Regions from separate parts of the Sus scrofa genome. Here regions 2 and 3 are each linked to region 1. The links are chromatin contacts, called in public HiChIP or PLAC-seq maps. All regions are on one chromosome and are shown on one strand. The core of a region is the stretch at or near the end of the contact, and the rest is flanking DNA. Distances in the headings are between cores, read along the strand shown. Region 1 holds the start of ACIN1 (apoptotic chromatin condensation inducer in the nucleus). Region 2 holds the start of HAUS4 (HAUS augmin like complex subunit 4). Region 3 holds the start of LRP10 (LDL receptor related protein 10).

What was found. HiChIP or PLAC-seq counts read pairs in DNA pulled down with a chosen protein or histone mark.
Region 2: a contact with region 1 is called in an H3K27ac HiChIP or PLAC-seq map of alveolar macrophages. The contact joins the promoter of HAUS4 here to the promoter of ACIN1 in region 1. A contact is called at or near these places in 1 of 5 promoter capture datasets (liver), 3 of 47 Hi-C or Micro-C datasets (adipose tissue, blood and omental adipose tissue) and 2 of 2 datasets of contacts at active chromatin or transcription factors (alveolar macrophages and skeletal muscle).
Region 3: an H3K27ac HiChIP or PLAC-seq map of alveolar macrophages shows a contact between it and region 1. The contact joins the promoter of LRP10 here to the promoter of ACIN1 in region 1. A contact is called at or near these places in 1 of 47 Hi-C or Micro-C datasets (heart right ventricle) and 1 of 2 datasets of contacts at active chromatin or transcription factors (alveolar macrophages).

Annotation. Positions count from the first base shown.
Region 1 is chr7:75,949,709-75,952,617 of Sscrofa11.1, forward strand. It overlaps ACIN1 (apoptotic chromatin condensation inducer in the nucleus), which reads left to right and starts at 1,495. Exons shown (of 19, transcript XM_021099243.1): 1 at 1,495-1,806. The coding sequence starts at 1,627. It overlaps C7H14orf119, which reads right to left and starts at 1,339. Exons shown (of 2, transcript XM_003128551.4): 1 at 1,162-1,339.
Region 2 is chr7:76,084,515-76,087,384 of Sscrofa11.1, forward strand. It overlaps HAUS4 (HAUS augmin like complex subunit 4), which reads left to right and starts at 1,266. Exons shown (of 9, transcript NM_001244156.1): 1 at 1,266-1,449.
Region 3 is chr7:76,156,894-76,159,991 of Sscrofa11.1, forward strand. It overlaps LRP10 (LDL receptor related protein 10), which reads right to left and starts at 1,612. Exons shown (of 7, transcript NM_001143715.1): 1 at 1,414-1,612; 2 at 960-1,004; 3 at 314-449. The coding sequence starts at 1,441.

The DNA.
Region 1 (2,909 bases), core at 245-2,744:
GGGGAGTTCTCTGGTGGCCTAGGGGTTAAGGATCTGGCATGGGCACTGCTGGGGCACAGGTTCGATCCCTAGCCTGGGAGTTTCTGCATGCTGAGGAACCCCCTATCCCCCAAAATAAATATATAGGTCCAACACATCTTGCCTAAAATGAAAAAAAAGGTACATATTTTTAAATTTATCAAGCAGTTAGTTGAGGTTCAGGTGCTAATCATTCCAAAGCTATCAACAGTGGGGGAAAAGAAGAAAGGAAAAACATCCTGTATGATGAAAGAGCCTTCTCTGCAATGTGCATGTAACCTCTGAAATATGCCAAGAACTTCATAACCCCCTTATTTTCCTCTATTTCCTGTAAAGCATCAGGAAAAATTAAAGAGCAGATTAAGTGAGGGCACCTTGCCCAAAATAAGATTAACAAAGTAAGAAAAACAGAAAAAGCCAAGTGGTTGTTTATTCAGGACCGAAAAAAGTCTAGTTGGTTTGGTGGTTTAGGGCTCTAACAAGTGTTCTACTGCTGTTGATGTGTGACAATTCATGTCTGAACAATTTTCTTTCATGTTTAATATAATATCTATTGATGCCTTGCCACTGATCCGCATCACTAATGCAACTGGAAGGTCAGCCAACTTGAATTGTTTTCAAATCTCAGTTTGAATCTCTAACAATGAAAACCTTAAAATACTTGTCTGTGACCTATTTTACTGTTTGTATTTCTTCCGCTGTAAATTGGAGTATCTGCAGTGACAAAGAAAAGGAAGCCAGAAGCAATTTACGTCAGTTCAGTACCAAAACATTCCCAGTGACGTTGCCTTTTTCACAGTGGCCCTACAAGAAGCAATTCTTCCTAAGGGAATTTTCTTCTCTATTTCGTGGAAAGGGAGAACTTTTTCCGAGTCTTGCGATATGGCTTTCACGGTAAACTTAAGTTCAATGATTATGAATTGGTTGACAAGCCGGGTCCAAAGACACGGTCAACTTTGGAGGCTACAGAGCCTAGCATTCCGAGGTCCCAAAAAGCAACACAGCCTTAGCTGGGAGTGGCAGGGTTTCGGAGGGTGGGGGGGTGGCAGCTGTTTCCCTAGGGGAATGGGAAGCTTGCCCTACTGACTAGCCCGCAAACACCGAGTCTGACTCGGCCCAGGGAGGTACTTTTACCCCGCTTACCTCCCGTTTCCTCTCACAGAGGACCCGGAGACCGTCACAACAGCGCTATCCTACCATCGCCGCCGCTTCCCGGTTTCCTGAAAACCCTAAAGAGGGCCAGCCCGGAAACCCACGCACTTCCGGTCCCGGACCAGCCCCAAACACCCAAGTGCCTTAGCGCCTCATCCTTAGGTCCGGAGATAGCCGAATAACTCCGATTATGGGTATGCCAGAGTCGAGAGCTTCCGAACAGATTCGATTCAAAGCCTCGGTAAGACGAAGCGAACCGAGCTCTGAAAGCAGCACGAGGGAGGGAGGAGCGGCCGGTAGGATGGAGAAAACCGATTGGTGCCGATGTGAAGACGGAAACACCCGAGCAGTTCCGAAGGAATTCGGGGAATTCTAAGTGGTAATCGAGGGGTTGACTCTAGCAGTGGGCGGGGTCAGCTCGGAACGTTCGAAGGGCGTTGGCGGAAATTACCGAAGATGCCCGAAGCCGTCGGGACGGACCCGAGTACCTCACGCAAGATGGCGGAGCTGGAGGAGGTGACTCTGGACGGGAAGCCTCTTCAGGCGCTGCGGGTGACCGACCTGAAGGCCGCACTGGAACAGCGAGGCCTAGCCAAGAGCGGGCAGAAGAGTGCCCTGGTCAAGCGGCTCAAAGGGGTGAGGAGACTGCGTTGCCGGCGTGTCGGAGGGGAGCAGACCCGGTAGAGCCGAGTCTCTGTCGCGGCGCAGGCGCAGTGTCCGGGCTCGGCGCGAGCGAGCTCAGGCCGCCAGCGCGAGCCTCCGGATCCGCGCGCACGGTGGTTGGCGAGGCTCGCTCTGGAGTGGAGATAGCGCCGGTTCCCGCCTTAACGGTAGCGGCGCGAGCCCAAAATGGGAGGGTGTGCGCTACTCTCCTAGAGTGTCTTAAGCTCCTTCCTCCTTCCCCCACCCCCTCCTTGTTTGTGTCTATGGTCTCGGCGCATGCGCTGCGGAAGGAGTTAAATCCCACTACAACCATCGGCGTTGCTGGCCTGAGGGGGGCGAGTTGGGCTGGGTCGGAGTTAGGGGTATAGTTGGGTGGAGGGGTTGATGGGGTTGGTATCCTTACCCGAAAGAATAGAATTGGAGCGGTGGAGGGGGAGGGGGGAGTCTAGTTGATTAGATTAGGTGAAATGAAGAGAAACCTTGATTTGAAGGGACTTGCTTAGGGAGGAGTGTATACTTTATAGGGCTTCCAGAAGCAATTTGAGTGGATAAGAGTTTGGTGAATATTGATGAGAGAGGTGAGACAGGCTGGTTTTGTGCATTAAGGTGGGATTGTCAAGAGGTAGGTGAATGGATTGATGTGTAGAGGTTTGTAGACGCAGGGGAGGTGAGGATCTCGGTTTTAATTAGTGCTGGTTAGGGTACGTGGCCGAATAGTACAAATTCGGGCTGGGTTGGCTCAGGGTTACGTTGGCAAACCGTTGCTTATACTGAAGCTGACAGTTTCGTATGTGTATTGGATCAGACCACAGTTTATAGAATCTTTGGTCATTTTGTTCGGTAGCCTCCTCTTTGAAATTCTTATAAATATGACAAATCTAGGAGCCACTCTCTTGGAAACAATACAAGTTCACTCAAGTAGACCTGTTCCTGGGTAACTGACCAAGTAATTCATTCAGGCCAAAACCTTTTTGGTTTCATGTATTTTTGAATCTAATTTAATTATTTGAAGTGAAGGGCCAAATTTAGAAGGGACATTAGTCAGAAGTGCAGAAGATAATAGGGATTGTAGCACT
Region 2 (2,870 bases), core at 16-2,515, 130 kb after region 1:
CCCACCTCCTGCTGAGATTCCCCCATTGGCTGAACCCAGTCAGGGAACATGAGAACTCTAAACTTCCTAGGTAGTCCTTCCTTTCCACATAGGGTGTTGAAGAGCAGATGTGGATCTGGGGGGCCAAATGGAAGACATCCTGCTCATTGGTCTAGAGGTGGGCAGGTGACCCAGTCAGGCCAATGAGAGGTATGGGCAAGCCTGCTGGGTGCTTCCAGGAAAGACTTTCTTCCCTGTCATAGAAGAAGGCTCTTCTTCTTACTGCCTGTTTGGGATGCTGTTGAGATCATGTACTTCTGGGACTTCTGAAGCCACTTTGTGACCACGAGGGGATTGCAAAGAGACCTGCAAACAACTTTGATACCAGGTTGCTACTAAAAAGGCTTAGGACCCCCACTTCTGCACTTCTTGTTAAGCAAACAATAAACGTCTATACTGACTTTTTTTTTTTTCTTGCCATTTCTTGGGTGGCTCCCGCAGCATATGGAGGTTCCCAGGCTAGGGGTCTAATTGGAGCTGTAGCTGCCCGCCTACGCCAGAGCCACAGCAACGCGGGATCCGAGCCGCGTCTACAACCTACACCACAGCTCACGGCAATGCTGGATCCTTAACCCGCTGAGCAAGGCCAGGGATTGAACCGGCAACCTCGTGGTTCCTAGTTGGATTCGTTAACCACTGAGCCGCGACGGGAACTCCATATATTTTTTAAAAAGACATTTTTAATGAAAGAGACGTAAAGGAGAGGGCAGAGGAGAAGCATGAGGGAAGAAATTGGAGAGGAAGCCCGCCCAAGTAGAAGGGCTGGCAGCACTTGAGCAAGAGACCTGCAGGCAGGCTTGGAATGGGCGGCCGGTCTGGGAAAATTCAGAGGGCCCTTGGGTCAGGTTTACATTCTGCCAGCTGCGACCTTGAACATGCCTCCTAACCTCTTTGCGCCTTAGTTTTCCCCTCTGTAAAATGGGTATGATAGTGACTTTCTCATAGACGCTGTTAAGAACTAAACGGGGGCGGGGCGAGGCGAGGCAAGTCAAAGGCTTGACATAGTGTCTGACTCATCGTGGGCCCTCAATAAGAGCTAGCAATTATTACCAGCTTCTCAGCGTTTGCCCTCGACATGGGGACGGTACCCGGAGAAGAAGCAAAGACGTCTTGCTTCAAAACTGGTCACAGGCTGTTGGGGTCTAAGGGGTTGCACGCCCGGCGAGGGGCGGAGCCTGCCGTTCCCGCCTAGAGCGTGGCCCCGCCCCTCCGACGCGCTTTCGGCATTATCCCCGCCCCCGACGGTCCCGCGAGGTTCTCCGGTGCCTAGCTCCTAGCCTCTGCGCTGGGCCGCAGGGAGAGGTTCCGGACCCCGGGCGTGGGCGGGGGGCTGGTGTTGCCACCACTGGCCTGCCCACTCCAGCCCCCTCGGCATCGCCTCTGGAGCTTCAGCTGCCGCATGCTGTGCAGGTTTGCCTCGGAGGGTCAGCGGGCGGCGCTGCGGGGAGGAGGAACGCTAGGAGGGTCAATCCAGCCAGTCCGCAGTCTCCCGCCACCGAGACCGCGCTCGCCCTTGGGAATCCTTGGCCGCCCAGACGGAAGAAAAGTAGGCGCCAGAGAGCCCGCTCCGCATTTTGATTCATCTCGGGCCCTTTAAGGGTCACATCTTGTGAAAATACCTGTAAAATCAATTTAACGTTCAGTGCAGCGTGTAAAGACAGCTCTAAGAATTTAAAAGACGCCTGAGTCAGAACATTTAAATGCTTAGGTCCTTGCAGCAGCGTTTTCACACGTCTGAGTGCAAAGGGTGGAGAATGGAGCCTGATTGCCGCCACCGTTCCCGCCCTGTAACACTTTAAAAGGGTAAAGAAAAGTACCCTAAAAAACCCCAAGTGGGCAGTTCCCCTAGGGAGGGAAGAACAGCTAGCGTTTTTGAAATTTGAGTTGGTCCTCATTTCCGTGGATGAAGTTTGCCTGCAAAATTTACTTGCAGGCTTAGATCCGTGATAAACAGAATTGCTAAAACACTGAGCTTAACTAAGTAGTGGCTTTTGTTGACAAGTCGATTGTTATTAATTCTTAATGTCTCATCCAAGGCAGGAATCGTTATCTCAGTTTTGCAGGTGGGGAAAATTTGGCACAAAAAAAGCATTTCCCTTAAATTCACACAGAAGCAACAGCTGAGCTGCAAATTAAGTCCTAGAGTTCTGCCTCCTCAACTGCGTCCCCCTCTGGACCATGTTACAAAACAAATGAGTCCTTACTTTGATGTTACTCATAAAACGAGGGAGTAAACCAAATGTTCTGTGAACATGAAGTGTTAAATCATAATAACCTGTGTCTGTTCTGCTTTGGGAGGCTCAGCTGCCCTTTGGGATTTGATACTTTACAGAGAGGCGGGGTGGAGCCAAAAAAAGGTGGGGGGAGTCATGTCAAGGGAAGAATTTTGCCTCAGGGGTCCACCCTCTGACCATCTTTACTGCCCCTTTGTGTTGATGTCACTCTTTTCAGTGTTCTCCGTGTTCTGGCAAAACGCCAACAGCGCATGTCCACCTGGCCAGGCTCAGCCGCATTATTATTATTATTTTTTTGTCTTTTTGCTATTTCTTTGGGCTGCTCCCGCGGCATATGGAGGTTCCCGGGCTAGGGGTCGAATCGGAGCTGTGGCCACCGGCCTACGCCAGAGCCACAGCAACGCGGCATCCGAGCCGCGTCTGCAACCTACACCACAGCTCACGGCAATGCCGGATCGTTAACCCACTGAATAAGGACAGGGAGGGAACCCGCAACCTCAGGGTTCCTAGTCGGATTCGTTAACCACTGCGCCACGACGGGAACTCCTCAGCCGCATTATTAATTCATCTGTGCCTTACTCCTTTTGGCACTGACCT
Region 3 (3,098 bases), core at 362-2,861, 210 kb after region 1:
CCAGGCAAGGATGTGCAGTGGGTTGAAGGACTCCTCAAAGCAGCTGTATTGGAGCCCAAGGACTGTTTATAGAGTGACTGTTGTCCTTCAGAGACAGCAGGACCCAAGCTAGGTGTCCAGTCCAACCCAGGTCCAATTCACTGTGTCCAGCCCAGAACATGCCAGGCTTTTAGGGCAGATTAGTCCAAATTTAATTTCATTCTTCTCCCAGTTGACAGGGATGGAAATACCATGGAGAAGTGACCCCTGAAGGGTTTTCCACGGTAGAGCAAGAAGGGTGAGGAAAGGAATAGGGTCTTGCCCCGCTTCTCACCTGATGGTTACAGTCTGCTCCTTGCTGCCCAGGATGAGCCAGGTGCAGTTGGCAGGGGAGATGCGGCTGTCCCGGCCCAGGGGCCTCTGTATGGTGCCCTGCACTTCCAAAAGCACTGCTGGGGGGTCCTCACAGGCTGGAGAGAGGAAGGTAAGGACATCAGTTGCGAGCCTCTTACCATGCCACTCCTCCCCAGGCTTCATGCTTCCAAGGGCCTGGGCTCTTCAAGAAGGAGCACAGAAACTCCCCCTTCCCAGCCACACACACTCTGGAGGCAGAGTCGTCAGTGGGCTCCCCTTCTCACCACACTCATCGTTGTTCCACCTTAGGTATCAACACCACAAACAAAATGAGGTCTGCTTTGTGCCAACCACTGGGCCAGGAGGAACGGGAAATACGATCTCTATCCTCAAGGAGATTACATTTGGGCGAGGCGAATCAAGGATGGATATTGGGGGGGCAAATAGTACATAACTACCAAGTGAGGGCCCACGCTGGGTTTCAGTTTCTGTCTGTAAAACAGAGGATGGCTGATCTCCACTCGAAAACTATGGAAGGTACCAGAGGAAGTCAAGGAAGAGAGTCTTTCTCTAGGGTGCTCTCTCATTACCAAGCCCATGGGACCCCAGAGGCATCCTCTACTCACCATGATTTGGGAAAAGGATCCGGTCTTGGTGGGCCAGAGCGCCTCCTAGAGGAAGAGCGAGAAAGGGCAAGAGTCACACTTCGGAGTTTTCTCCACCTGAGCTTCTCAAGGAGGAAAGGGAACCATCGGCGGCTTCCGGGTAGTTTACGAGAAGGGTGGTGGAACAGGGGGAGGCAGCGGTGTGTGACCTCAAAGGAAGGTCCTCCAGTGCGGCTTGTAGGATGGGTACGGTGATCTAAGGAAGCCAGAGCGAGTATGAGGGCCGAGGGGAGCGGCTGTAGATTTCCCGAGGGTTGGGGCAGGCAGCGACCAAGGCGACGGCAGGGGCCGCGGGGCAGGGGAGGACAGGGTAGGGGTGAGAGGCCCCATAGGGGGAAGGGAGCTAGAGGACCTGGGCGCGGTGACAGCCCTGGGAGCGGGGTCCCGGGCGAGTAGCCTCGTTTCGATTTCTTACCCAGGAGGAGAAGGATGGCCGGCAGCATCGTGAGCCGTCCCGAGGCGCAGGAAGAGTCCCGGAGCTTCGATCGTCTACCCAGTGGGGAGGCGGCGCCACTCCGGGTATCCTGGCTCCTCAGTGCCGCCTCCCCGAGGGGGCTCCATGGCCCAGACTCCTCGACCGAGGCTCCGGATGCCAGGGCTGGGGGCTGGTGGGGGGCGGCGGCGGCCCGGGAACCGGGGCGGTGCCTCTCGCCAACTTTGGAGTTGTTCTCCCCGGCCGCCGCAGCGCTCTCTCCAGAGGCTGACCCCCGAAGCCCAGGGAGTTGGCTCGAAGTCCAGCGCTGGGGCGCGCCCTCGCCTAGAGCCCGCCCGCAGGCCGCGAACGTCCGGGTCCAGGCCTGGCCGCCACCTGCCGAGGCTTGAGGCCACTTCCTCTTCGGGCCAAACTTTGCCGACTGTCAGCGCCCAGAGCCGGCCCGGGCGCTGCCCAACTTCTCCAGCGCCTCCAGCCCCGGAACGCGGGTAGAGGAGCTGGGGAGGAGGGGACTGGCGACTCGGCCCAGCGCTCGAGCCCTCGCCCTGGCTGTACCCCAGCCAGCCCAGGGGTTGGAGGAACCCGGGTGGAGGAGGGGGAGGGTGACGAGCCTGGCCCCACCCCTGCCAATCAACGCTTACCACGCCCACCTTCCCATCTTAACCCCTTTCAGGTCCTACCGCGCCTTGTCCCTCGGGCTCTCAGGGCGCTCAGCCTCCACTTGTAACTCTGCTTTGTTTAGTACTTCCCGTGTAACACATGGGTTACAGGACACATTTGTCAGAAGACAATTGCATATTCCATAATTGTTATGTCTTTCCTTTGGCTCCTTAAGCTCTCAGTACTTTTCTTGTCCCGGTGTCTGACATCCGGTAACACTTTTTGTCGTGAGCCTCTATTACAGCAATTACTACCCGGTGTTATAAATATTTGTTTACTCGTCTTTCCCGCCCCCGCCCCGCCCCTTCTGTGGAAACTGAAACTTCCTGTAGGTTGAGGCCTAGACTGTTTACCTTTGCACCCACAAGGCTTCTCTCCTGCTGAGACACAGTAACTCAATAAACGAATAATTGTACCTTGGCTATTTGCAGGCTATGTGACCTTGAGAAAATCATTTCACCTCTCTGTGCATTAACTCTGTTAAATGGAGTTAATAATGGCACAATACTTCTTAAGGTTGTTGTCATCATTTAGGGAGATGATGTAAGTTGAGCATCTAGGAAGTGCTTCATACCTGCTTACAATGATTATTATTAGTTACAGGAGTTATTTCTGATTTAGGTGGGCTTGGGGTTACCGATTCCCTGTGGCACTTATAGGTAATAATAGTAAACAACAATAATAGCAAATACTTTTTGAGCTTTTTTTCACATTTCAGGCATAAATCTAAGCACTTTTCAAATATTTGCTCTTTTACTTCTCTCCACCATCTTGTGAGGTAGTTATTATTGTTACTCACATGTTACAGATAGGGAAACTTAGGCACAGAGAAGTTTAGTATTGCCCAAGATCATGGATCTAGTAAATGTTGAAACAGAGAGAGCTAGAGAACCTGGGTGATCTGACTCTGGACAGAGTTCATTCAGAGCCTTACCACTCTCTCCTCTCTACAAACAGTTTTCTGTTCATGACATTTGTTGTTGCCATCAGTTTTGATGTGTTCAAAA